Linked DNA regions of Rattus norvegicus: region 1 is linked to region 2. The links are chromatin contacts, called in public Hi-C maps. All regions are on one chromosome and are shown on one strand. Each heading gives the region's core, a stretch centred on a gene start, on an enhancer-like site or on the middle of the called end of the contact. The rest is flanking DNA. Distances are from core to core; before and after follow the strand shown.

Evidence for each region. A called contact is a pair of places that touch in the nucleus more often than the background predicts.
Region 1: a contact with region 2 is called in a Hi-C map of the A7r5 cell line, with 2.6 times the contacts expected there. The contact joins two enhancer-like sites. A contact is called at or near these places in 2 of 12 Hi-C or Micro-C datasets (the A7r5 cell line and hepatocytes).

Annotation. Positions count from the first base shown.
Region 1 is chr13:79,744,701-79,750,942 of GRCr8, forward strand. All of the region lies in intron 1 of LOC102546371 (a long non-coding RNA gene), which reads right to left. It overlaps LOC108352565 (a long non-coding RNA gene), which reads left to right. Exons shown (of 3, transcript XR_001840891.3): 3 at 2,111-6,242. Among named protein-coding and RNA genes, the nearest start is that of Xcl1, 38 kb to the right of the region's middle. Within about 2 kb of position 2,006, at least 10 of the 93 cell types and tissues checked have an H3K27ac peak or open chromatin away from gene starts, as enhancers often do. A contact at or near this core is called in the A7r5 cell line, where this site is marked.
Region 2 is chr13:79,592,442-79,598,866 of GRCr8, forward strand. No RefSeq gene overlaps it. Among named protein-coding and RNA genes, the nearest start is that of Dpt, 61 kb to the right of the region's middle. Within about 2 kb of position 4,695, at least 1 of the 93 cell types and tissues checked has an H3K27ac peak or open chromatin away from gene starts, as enhancers often do. A contact at or near this core is called in the A7r5 cell line, where this site is marked.

The DNA.
Region 1 (6,242 bases), core at 756-3,255, 150 kb after region 2:
ACAAACACCCACAAATACACACATGTGCCTACAAACAAAAGCATAATCAATAAATTCCCACACACACAGACATAAGCACAAATACAGACACACACACAAACATACATGAAGACCACTGAAAAAGGACACACTAGCACACAAACACAAATGCATGCACATAATAAACACACACATAAACACAAGTACAAACATTTGCGCACACAAAAACACATGCACACACAAACATGCATGCAAACACACACACACACCAACACACATAGCTAAACATGGGAATTCCCATACAATTATACAAACATATGTGCATATACCTAGGCAGAGGGACATAAGCACGAATGCACACCAAAGAAAAATGCACACACACACACATATACAAATGCATATGTAAATACCCTCCCCTCATTCAAATACATATACAGAGAAATGCAAAGGCAAACAGGAACATGCAAATGCATATATACATGACATACTCAAAGACATACATAAATGCATAAATATGCAATACAAATACACACCTGTATCTATACAGACAACAGACATATGCACAGTCACACACATAGACAAGTATAGACAAGCATATTCATACATATGCACAAACACATACAGAATCATACATAGAGGCATGCAATCACACAAACATGCATAGACACACGCTGACCTAGGCACATACACATTCACTGACCCTTGTACACAAATACATGTACACACCAAATATACACATAATCACATATGCAAACACATGTGTAAACATACAGAAGCAGACACATATGCAAACGTTTAAAAAGTGACATCCATGTAACAGAGAAGATCTGAAGACTAGATTCTTTGATCTCAAACCCACCAGGATAGCTACCATAATCTACTCATCCCTCTCTCACATGAATTCCCATGCCTACATAAAGCAAGGTCTCCTAAGACAGATCGGCTTTAGGTTCCTATACAGAACAGTTGGAATTTAAACTTATCCTTTCTTTTTTACCATGGATTTCACCAGATTCACAAAACCTCTCATCCCTGAATCAGATATTCCTAAACATCTTCCTTCTGAGACCGAACTGATCTGAAGATATACTGAGAAATTCTAACTTTCTTTAATTGATCATTCCAGCAACTCAGGTTTTGATCATATAATGACACTTGATGACATATAACGGCATGCAATGACATGTAACGGTACTTCTTTCCACTTTCCCCCGGCCATGTTTTCTTTTCTCGTTTAATGTCCACACCACCACCCCCTTCTGAATAGATCTCTTTACTTTCCCTTGCTCTTGTCTAGCTCTCAGTCAGTCCCTCTCTCCCCTACCTTCAGCATAGCTGACCTCTGTTTCTCTCTCCAAGCCACTGCCCCATTTAAAATGCTTTCCGTCTCCGTCTCCGTATATTCTTGTTCATCTGATCCTATACTTATCCTCTAGCAAATGCCTGGAGAGTCATACAGTGTGAGTCACTGAGACATTAATAAGTTACTCTTGGGGCTGGGGATTTAGCTCAGTGGTAGAGCGCTTACCTAGGAAGCGCAAGGCCCTGGGTTCGGTCCCCAGCTCCGAAAAAAAGAACCAAAAAAAAAAAAAAATAAGTTACTCTTTGTGAAGGCAGATGACATCACTAACCCACTGTCTGGGACATATGCCCTTGATTAATTTGCTCCACAGTAGACATGAGTGGGTAATAGTCTTCCCAGGTCCCAGCTCTTCCCCTAAGGATGGGTTCTAGAACCTTCTAAACTGAGGATTGAGATATAGGAAGCAGACTTAGAACCAAAGGAAGGCAAAGTTAACAATTCATAAGATGTGGTCTGGGCCAAGAATCGTTCTGTGAGGCCAATGCTCAGAACTACATATGATTGGAACATTTTAACAGAAAGTGTCCTGGTTAAGGTTTGGTTGTTTTTTTGGTTTTTGGGTTTTTTTAATTGTGGTCTGAAAGAATGAGTTTGTATGGCCACACAGTGCTTCATGGTGTTGTGAGTCAGTGAATAGGTAGTCAGTATGTTACGTCATCTCCAGTCCTACCAACTGTCGTTAAGAGACAGTCACAGAGATAAACTGGGAAAGGCCACAGAGCTGTGTGTGTGAAAGCCTGGACTTGAAGACTTTTCCTTTCATTACAGCATGATGCCGCGTGTAATCCCAGCTTCCATTTCTCTCTTCTTGGATGTGGATAACAAGAGCCTCAGCTGGTAACAAAGAAAAACCCAGGAACAGCTGAACTGCCAGAGGCTGACCCCACCAACCCCCACCACGGTCATTCCCTGAACCAAGTCTGAGATGCTGGCGACCCAGTGGCTGACACTTGTCCTCGGGGTTTCAGAAACAGTTTCACAACATGCTACCTTACCCTAGGAAGGAAGCAGCATTCATTGCTTTCATTCCTTCGTGGGGCTCTTAGCTGCTCTTTTCTTTGATCAGCTGGTACAGGAAATAGTGTACGGTTTCTTAGGCACAGCCAACTCTCTCTCGCCACACCCAGACAATGTTCTAAAGTTTTTATTGGATCTGAGTGTGCCAACCTTGTGCTGTGGAATTAAGCGAGGGTTGCTAAATATCATTCATCTTGCAACATCAGATGTCATTCTCTGTGTATGTGTCCTGTCTCCCTAGACTATGAGCAGGGGAGACAGGGTCTCTGTGTTAATGACGACAGTGACATCTTCAGAAATAATAATGGATAAGTTAATCTTAGCTGCTCCTAACATATGCTATGCCACTTGCAGAAACAGTAATCTAGCAGAGTTCTACCCACATCGGAGTCTCTTCTGTATATTACCCCCAGCATCCTAATAGATAAAATTGAGGGGACAAGATAAGTGAGAGCCTTCCAAATGGTGGCAGCTTTCTCTGCTGTGAAAATTGGAAAGAATTCTCAATCCTAAAAATATTTAGTGGGGTGCTCACTATGTCTGTTTTGTTCTACAAGAATCATAGATGTATTAAAACCTCAAATCTGGAATGGAGGCCTGCAGAGGCCATGGGCAAACTGGTCCTACCTAGATAAAGAGGACTTCAAAACATGAAGAACAGTGAAGATTTCTCCACGTTCAGAATCAAAAGTACCTATCACAGCCTTCCTGTAAGCATACTACATACTAAACACCATTCAGGTGCACAATCTACATTGCTCCATTTAGCCTCAGCTACGGTGTCAAGGATAAGATACTATTTCATCTGTTTCCTACATCAACAAGCAAGGTTCTAGCTAAGCATGGTGGCACATGGCCTGTAATTTCCGCTCCCGGGAGCCTAAGATAAGGGGATCCAGTGTTCAAAGCCAACTTGGGCTACATAGCAAGACCCTGTCTTGCATATCTTTAAAATAAACAAACAAACAAATAAACAAATAAATAAGGTTCTTTGAAGGAAAGTGGCTTGGCTAGGTGCTGGGTTGGCTGAGGGATCTCATGGGACATCTCATGTGACATCACATGTCCTCCTGTCACCTGCTATCCACACATCACTTCTGTGATATGCTCATGAGCCCAGATGCCACCTCTACAAAAGAACCTCATTAATTACTCCATTAAATTTTGTTCTTTACTCATAAATATTTTCTTTACATTCTGACAAAGGAACAATAATTAGTTCTGCTCTAGTCACAGAACAAAAGGAAGTCATCAGTGTCTCATTTTCTAGTGTGTACAAAGCTTTGCTATATGACATGCTATCTCATACATGTCCAGGTATTAATGCCACACTGAAAAACCATTAATATTGCTATTCCTGCTTAGAGAGATGAAGACATTAACACATCCAGATCATTAGCTGTTCGGTCTTAGGTACTCTATGAGATTGGAGGGGAGAGAGAACAATTGTTATCTTAAGCCTATTTTAAATGGTAAATGTAAACTTTGCTTTTTCTCCAGATGCTTCCTTGCATCTATTTTTTTTTTAATTTGAAAAAACCCCAGATCTATCTCTTTCTCTGGCAAACAGAACTAGTGCTACTCACACTAGGTTCTGCTGGACTGAGGACCCCCAAGGGTTCCCAAAGTCCTCTATGGTATAACCGCAGCTGGTCATCTTGCACCGAGTAGCTGCTGAACTGACTTGGGACACATTTCAGTGCTTACGCTGCCATTATGGTCAAAGGTCAGCCTTCCAAATGAGTGCTGACTGGCAGGAAGAGCAGAAGTTCTGAAGAAAATGCTGTGTGCCTTTGAACCTCAGATCTCATCCAGGATTGAGTCACAGTGAACAGTGGAGAGTCTCAAGAGTTTTGTTTGCTACAAAAACAAATAGGAAAGGGAAGAGAACAAAGGAACCAGTCTCCCTGGCCCCCTCCCTCCCCCATCCCTCCCACCTCCCTTACCTCAGCCCTCACCTCTAGTTCTGCAGAGAAAGCACAGCAGGCTAACTGAAGTCACTGTCCTGAAGCGGGGCCTTCCATCATATTTCAGATCACTCTCTCTCCCTTTCCTGACAGCACCTTCTGCTTCAAGCCCTCTACCAGGCTTAGCTCATATTCAACTGCTGACCCTGGTTCTGGTTCCCTGTAGAAATTAGAAGCCACCAGGAAAATAGCTTTCCTGAACTCCCACTTACCAGTCTGCCCACAGCTCCATCTACATGAGCAGGCTGCTCTTCCCGCTACAGTGTATGAACCTCTATACTTCTAGCTAAAGACGACCTATATCTGCATCGAAGCATCCGTCTGCTGGTGCCCCCTCAGAGACTTTGTTCCATCCAATGGTGCATCTCTCTCCTATGAGCCAACAAGCAAACTGTTTATCAATGTTCAAAACCCGTGCCTTAACTGCACTGCCACCTCTGGCTCCTCTCCCATTTCTTCGCTCCCCCAATAATAACGACTATCAGGACTTGCCTCTCTTCCGTGTCTTCTGCTCTTTTTCTTTCCCTCCACCTCCACATGTTCCCATTACAAACTAATTCTCATACTTTATCTTACTTGCTCTAGAAGTGTCACAACCGTGGGGGTCATGGTTTTATTCCTAAAGTTGCTGGGTTTGTTTTCTGAACCATTGTTCTTGCTTGGTCCTCTACCTACTCCATTAGCTGCTCTTTCCCTGTCTTGATTAGTTCCTTTATTGGTTCCGATCATATATGATCTTCCTCTAAATGTACATGAAGCCAGGACTTGTTCTCTGGGTCTTCAGCATGTGAGATTTCTCCACTCATGATCTTCTTTCCTCGTGGATTTAAACACTACATTTGTTCCAATAGTTTTCTGACTTGTAACTTAATTCTAATAATTCATCTAGCCACATCTTGGTAAGTGTAACTGTCAGTGACTATCTTCACCTGGGCTTGTAAAGGCATTTCTGATTTACCACACCAAAAATAATGACTTCTTAATTCGTGGTCTTCAAACCTGCTCATCTTACAAGCGCTTCGATCTCATTAAGCTGTAGCTTCATTCTTCCTGCTGCTGAGGTCAAAACCTTGGACTAATTCCTGGCTTCTCATGTCCCCCTGCTCTCCATAGCAGCAGGGATTCTCTCTCCAGAATTCAGAACATGACCACATCTTGCTATTTTCACTCCTGCCACCTTAGTTCCACCCTCCACTATCTCTTTCCTATGTTACTTTAAGGCTATCTAGCTCACCTCTTTCCTTCTAATCATGTTCACATCATACTGGACAGCAGTCAGAATGATCTTCTAAAATGTAAGATGGGCCATGTTATTCCTCTGCTCAAAAACCCTCGTTCATCACGTGTGGCACAGAGTAAAATCCAATGTTCTTATTATTTGTGCTAGATCAGCAGCACAACCTTAGGATTTGGGGGGCTTCAGTTTTGGGTTTGATTTCTATGTGATGGACTGGCAGGCATGTATGGCTTTTCTCCCTTTATTCAGATTTAGCCATCACCTTGTCTCCTCTTTCACACTCAGTCTCTACTTGCAAATGCCATCAACTGTATCTTCAAATCATCCCACAAACCTAATCTCTTCTCATCACCTTCACAGCCTCAGCCTGAGCTGCCTTGATCCTGACAACACTATTTTAGAGCATCCTCGCTGGCCTCTGGCTTGTTCTCACTTGTAGCTTTCAGAGTAACCTTAATGAAATGTAATTGACATCACAGCATTCTTGTTTTTAAACCCTCAATAGTTTCCCACCTCAGAGAAAATCCCAAGTTCTTCACTACATATGAACAGGCAATGGTGGATATACTCATAATAAGTATAAATTTGGAGAGGTGGTAGGACCAGAAATCTTAAGTATTGAAGAATTAATCTTAGGGCATCAAAGGGAGGGAGGCATTTTATCATCTCAAAAAAATGT
Region 2 (6,425 bases), core at 3,445-5,944:
TGTTGACATTTCCACTTACACACTACTAAGAAGACAAACAAAGGTCGCTCTTGTGTATTGTGTTGTCAAAGTGTGTCGTTCAGCAGCTGGGATGGTTAGTATTGATTATCAACTTGACAGCATCTATAACCACCTAGGAAATGGGCTTCTGTGAATGCCTCTGTGGGGTTTTCTTGATTATGGTTATTTGTAAGCGAAGGGTCCGGGGGTACCTGGAAGAGAATGGGGGACAAGAGACGTGAAGAAGGACGCCAAGACAAGAGTCTGATCAAGGTGACAATTTTATTTTTCCCCAAGGCTGAATTTATACCATAACATGGATAACAGAGGGAGGGGGGAAAGTAAGAAACATTTATGCAGGCCAAGGACACAGTATTTGTGTGGTCAGGGAATAGGCTGATGTTGACAGGTTGTCAGAAAAGTCACAGGTTTGTCATATCAGTCAGCAGGATGTTGGTTTTTCAGAAAGGTTACAGGTCATCACATTGGGTATCTTGACGTATATTATTATTCATTTTGACCACCAGATTTGTATTTGTCTTCTGCAGCTGGCTGGGGATTTTCCATGAACCCAGTCATACTTAATTCTAACCATAATAATAACATCAATAATGGAGGGCTTCAAGGGCATCGCTCCCAACAGTTATTGATGTAGGAAGACCCTTCTGTGGGTGGTGCCATTCTCTGGTGTGTATAAAATGAAGAAAGTGAACTAGTATGACTTCATTTTTTTCTGGTTGTAGATGTAATGTTACCAGCTACTTACAGCTCTTGCTGCCTTAACATTCATAACAGGAAAGACGTTACCCTGGCACTGTGAGCCAATATAAACCCTTTCTCCCTTAAGTTGCTTTTGTCAGAGCATTTTATCACAGCAACAGGAAAAGAAATAATACTAACCCCCCCCAAAAAAAAAACCCAGTAGGACTTGGTGCCTTAAAATGCATTTGACTTCCTGATATATTCATTTGCCAGAAATTTATTGGGACAGAGTCTTGTCACAAGTCAAGGATCATCTGTTTGCAAAAAATTCTTATTCATTCTGAATCTTCATGAAATAAGGTAAGAAGTGTACATGAACTGTACTCTGAGAGTTTGAGAAGGAATAGCAAGTTTTGCTTCCTGTTTGTTCCCCAAACACTGAAAACATGTAAGCAAGAACAGTGATACGGTGAACTCTAGAGAAATCTGTTAGTGAGGCAGGCATCTGAAGATGCTTTGAGTTTTGATACAAGATCTTTGAATAATAACAGTATACATCTATGAAGTCCTGAACTCCATTTAGCACCATTTCTGATCATGAATACTTGTAACAGAAAAATCTCATGATGCCCAAAGACCACACTATGGTATATAGACTTGGTTTATAATTGTGAGCTCAGTGGACTTTCTTTGAAGCTCTCCCTTAACGTCTTCCTTCTTCTGGTGTAATATGACTATTTCTTGGAACAGACACATGTCTACATGAGTGATCGAATCATTTTGGGTCAAAGCACTCAAGGTCATTGTATCTGTGTATATGTAACACTTCCGAACCCTATAGGAGTTATTTATGAAGTAACTGAATATGTAAATGTGTGAGTAGATTCTCTCTGAGAGGTTAATCTTCTCTGGGTAGCATCTTGGATTTTTGATCTGTTTTTCTACACATCATTTTTTTTTAAAATCAAAATATACCATCCTTCTTTCTTCTCTCCCCATTTACCCTTCTTATAGGAACTCAGACTGACAGTAGAAAGCATAAAGAACACATGGGCCATTTGTGTTTCAAGAGGCTTCAAAACATAAGTCCAATGAACAAATCACTAGGACTCATTTTGGATCTCTAAAGAAATCATCCAGGGAAAAACGTTTAGTCAATGCAGTAAGGTAGCTCTTTCTATAACACTGAATATGTTATGGAAATGTCAATTTTTAAAGATTCAATTTGTTACAATGCTAAAGACCAATCAAGTCATTGACTTTTTAATACTACCACTTTTGAACTCCCATTATATAAACCCCCACTTTCACAAAATACAGGTATTAAAGCCATTGGTTCTGGATTTCATTATTCATTTCTCTTGCAAATGAGATGAACCTGCTACGTGACAGACACTGCTTTAGACTCTCAGGGTACACTAAAAAACAATACAGATAATAAGTTCCACCTTCAAGGAGATTGTTTTCTGGCTAAAGCATCAGACAATGCATGGTGCCTCCACATCTTGGCTGGGTCTTCTCAATTATATCCCATATGTCAATCATCTCTGAAAACTTCCTCACAGACACACAACAGGTTGTTTTACTAACCTCCCAGGTCACTCTTAACTTAGTCAAGTTGACAGTTTTAGTTAAGCTTCACTGTGTGGCAGTTTGAATGAAAAATGTTCTCCACAGACCCATGTACTGAAACACTTGATCCCTAATTGATGGCTCTATTTGTGAAGGTTATGGAACCATTAGGAAGTGAAGCTTTTCTAGAGGATGCATGTCACTGGGGCAGGCTTGAGGGCTTATAGCTTTGACCCGGTTCTTGTGCCCTCTCCTAACCCTCACTTCTTGTGTGAGGGTGAGGATGATACCAGCCAGGTTCTTGTTTCTCCCAGTGAGTTTCCCCTGTTATTGTTTTGCCTTTCTAGCCATGATGAAGTCGGTCCCTCTAAACTATAAGCCAAAACAAACTTCCCTAAGTTGCTTTTGGTCAGGTTTTTTTATTATAGTAACAGAAAACCAGCTGATACAGAGTGGTATCCATGGGGTCCATGTGCCATATTATGGGTTTGGGTCTCTAATCTGAGAGGAAAGGGGAGCCAGTGCAAGTTTTGATCAAGGAGGCTATTTGCGTGTTAAGGCATTAGCTTTCTGCAGGGATGAAGGACGGAGCCACCAGAACTATTTGGAGGCATTTTCAGGGCTCCAGGCCACTGGTGATACTGACTCAAATAAGCAGCCTCTTCAAGAGTAAGACATTGGGATGTTTAGACAGTGGATTTTGCAATGTTTCCCAATGAATTCTTCAAGTGTAAGAGACAAACAGGACTGACCTCAAGTTTTTGCTCCATAAAGCTGAGAGGAGAAAGATTGTGAATACAATAGGTTTGGCGACAGGGGGCCAAGGGGATGATAGGGCATTGAAACTCCTAAGTTTGAAATATCTATTGATACTGAGACATAAGATATTGAGTCAACCACCCTAAGACAACTTTCAGAGCTTCCGAGTGTATTCCTGTCTTATATGTTGGACCTGTTTGCTGGAAAGCCGGGCTGGCTACAGATAGAAGATGAAAAACGTTCACTCCTTCTACATCTAGCTACTTTCTGGTTTCATTCCCAGAAAAAGTCTCTGTAAAGACAAGGAGTAGGGGACTCGATATTTCTCCAAATACATAGCTAAGTAGCACTTATAATGATCTTAGAGATTTATATAGAATATCAAAAGGATCTAATTACAATAAGGGTGTGTCTTCCTCATGTTATGATTAAATTCACACATACATATTAACTGACCATCAGATTACTATACTTTATACTTCAATGACCTCAAATATACTTACATTTTATATTTTTCTCAACTAGTATGATATCACATTGAAAGAAGTGTATATAATACACAATCTTATCGCTCTATTAAAAGAAACATCCTGTTTCTCCTTATTCTTTTGAACTTTATATAAAGGCATTGGTTGGGATAGTTTACAATTGCATGGCTCTCAGCACTGGGAACCCGTAGAGAGGAAGTTTAGCAGGTTCTGGAGCACAGTGGTAGAACTGCATAGAGGATGGAGATCTAGAGGGCAGTGGTGGGAGCATGTAGGGGATGGAGCTCCAGAGGACATTGGTGGGACCACATAGAAGATGGAGAAGTGGATGGATAAGTTCCACTGAAATGAAACTTAAAAAAACCCAACAACAAGCAAATAAACAACAACAACAGATGCTGATCATCACTTTGGATACAATAGCACTTGATTCTAGCACATGATCAATAGTACAGGATCTTTGGGTATTTTTGTTTTTACTGTTAAGTAAAAACCTATAGACAACTGAATATTCTACTTACACTCACATACTCCCTTCTTATTTAAAAAAAAACTTATTGTTAAGTTTTAATTATATGTACATGCATGTCTATTTGTGGATGTGTGCGTTTGAGTACAGGTGCCTGTAGAGACTAGACAAAGGTACACCTTTCTCTGGCACTGGGTAACAGGTAGTTGTGACTCACTTGACATGAGTTCTTAGAACGGAAATTCGGCTCTCTGTAAGAGCAGCAACTTTTTTTTAAAAAAAAGATTTATTTAATTTGTTTATATAGGTACATTGTAGCTGTTTTTAGATGCAGCAGAAGAGGGCATCAGATCCCATTACAGATGGTTGTGAGCCACCATGTGGTTGCTGGGAATTGAACTCAGGACCTCTGGAAGAGCAGTCAGTGCTCTTAATCACTGCGCCATCTCTCCAGCCCATCAACTATTCTTAATCAGTGATCCATATCTCCACCACCACCCCCATCTCATCATTAATTGGATATTTCTAGTGATGAGAACAAGAGACTTAAACTGTTGAGTCAGTTTAAAGAGCAGGGACCCCGAGAATGAGCAGTTTAATAAATTCTTGTCCTTGGCCAACAACAGGAAGTGTTCTTGGTTTTGTACTGGCTAAAGGCTAGAGATGCCAGGTGGGATGCCTCTGGTTTCTTTCCTCTCTGATCCAAAATGATCACCTCTGCCTGGAATCTGTATATGAGGGTGTGACTAAAGCTCTAACCACAGACACTAATCCTTTCTGGTGGACATCTTAGAATTGGATCTCTAAAATTTCATGGTAAAACTAGGTTATTCCATGATTTTAGCCCATCTCCTAAATGATTTTAGTGTCTCAACTCTTGAAGGAGATATGTTAGATTGTGAGGCAGAGATTAATATCTCTGAGATCATGGGGGATGGACCTCATGTTTCTCATTATTTGGCTTTGGTCCCAGCTTCCCACTTTTTGGTAATAGTAGAAAGGTAAACATTAGCTTTGCCACTCCTTAGGCCTCTTGGTCAACAGAAAAAAAAATGCCTGTGTTCCTGGGTAGAAACATGATATTTTGATCTGCTCCAAAGATTAGAACATTATATATTATTATTCCTCCTTCAAGCGTTAATCCCTCTGGGCCTGTCAATCATTAGGGGCAAGAGATCGCCCCTCACGAAGACTGATATTCCCAAAGCTAAGAAGATGGGGGGAATGATGATTCCTTTAATGAGGTAATGTATTGCTCCTTTCCAGAATCCCCTGCTCTATGCTCTATTTATGGAGTCTCTTACCATGTGGTTTGCCCACCTTTTCTGAGTCCTAACTCAGAAAAGCACAACGTTTTCTGTTTCTTCTTTCTATTCCCTTTTTGTTTTGAATACTGGCCAAAAGCTTGAGCAGGCTTTCTCTGGCACTAGGGGCTTTGTTGCTCTTTCTCCATCGCCACTTTCCCTTCTGCCATGCAGCTGCTTGCCTGACTATGTCGCAAAGGCATGGGTTCTCCTCTTCTTCATAGCTGTCAAGACTTACCTCCTCCCATAGCTGTCAAGACTTATAGTTTGCCTCCCCTGTTGCTTTTCCTTCAAACTCTAATAAAATTTCTTTCAATCTTCCTTTAAAGTCTATTTAAAATTATTTTATTAAGGAGATTAAGGACCGCAGAGAAAGAACTCCAAGTTCTCTAATTTCTACAATTTCTTTAAGAGAAATGATAGTCCACATCACGTGACTTCAGTGTGGAAGAGGATCATTTATTGGCATAAGCAAGTCCCTGTGTTTTGATTGGGTTTCAGCAGAACACGGTGCATTCGACCTACCTCTAGGGCCTGCAACGCAATTTATAATAACATAACACCAGATAGATTGGAACACATTTTAGCAAATGACCACATACTTTCGACCCTAGTAGAATGTGTCTGCAAATGTTATTGACAGTGTAAATGTTAATTTTAGCTAGTTACTTTTCAAAATTGTTGTCTGGACAAAAGCTTTTATCCAGTTCTCATTTTCTTTAAAAATGCAGATTCAATCAGAACGATTCAAGAAAAAAAATAAAAGAGAAATTTAAACTTTCTTTTGAAGTTAAGAAGACTACACTTAACTCGCTACGTTGGCACTAAAGTTGTCTTCTGCTTAGTTTAGTGGTCTGGCATTTACCAAAATGCGCTGTGTACTATTTAGTATGAGGACCGTATGTGTGTTTAAATCTACAATGTTCATGTTGCAGATCTGTGGGGCTTAATTATCATACATATTCATGGTGCTTGACAATTCACAAACACTGAGAGAAGCTCTAGTATGATATGTCTGGATGTGTCTCCGGTTTCCTTTGAAGACTAAAAATAATGTTAACAAGAATAGAAGTTGCTTCATGGAACCTTCACAGTCAAACAAAACTCAAGTACCACCTACTAGAAACCATT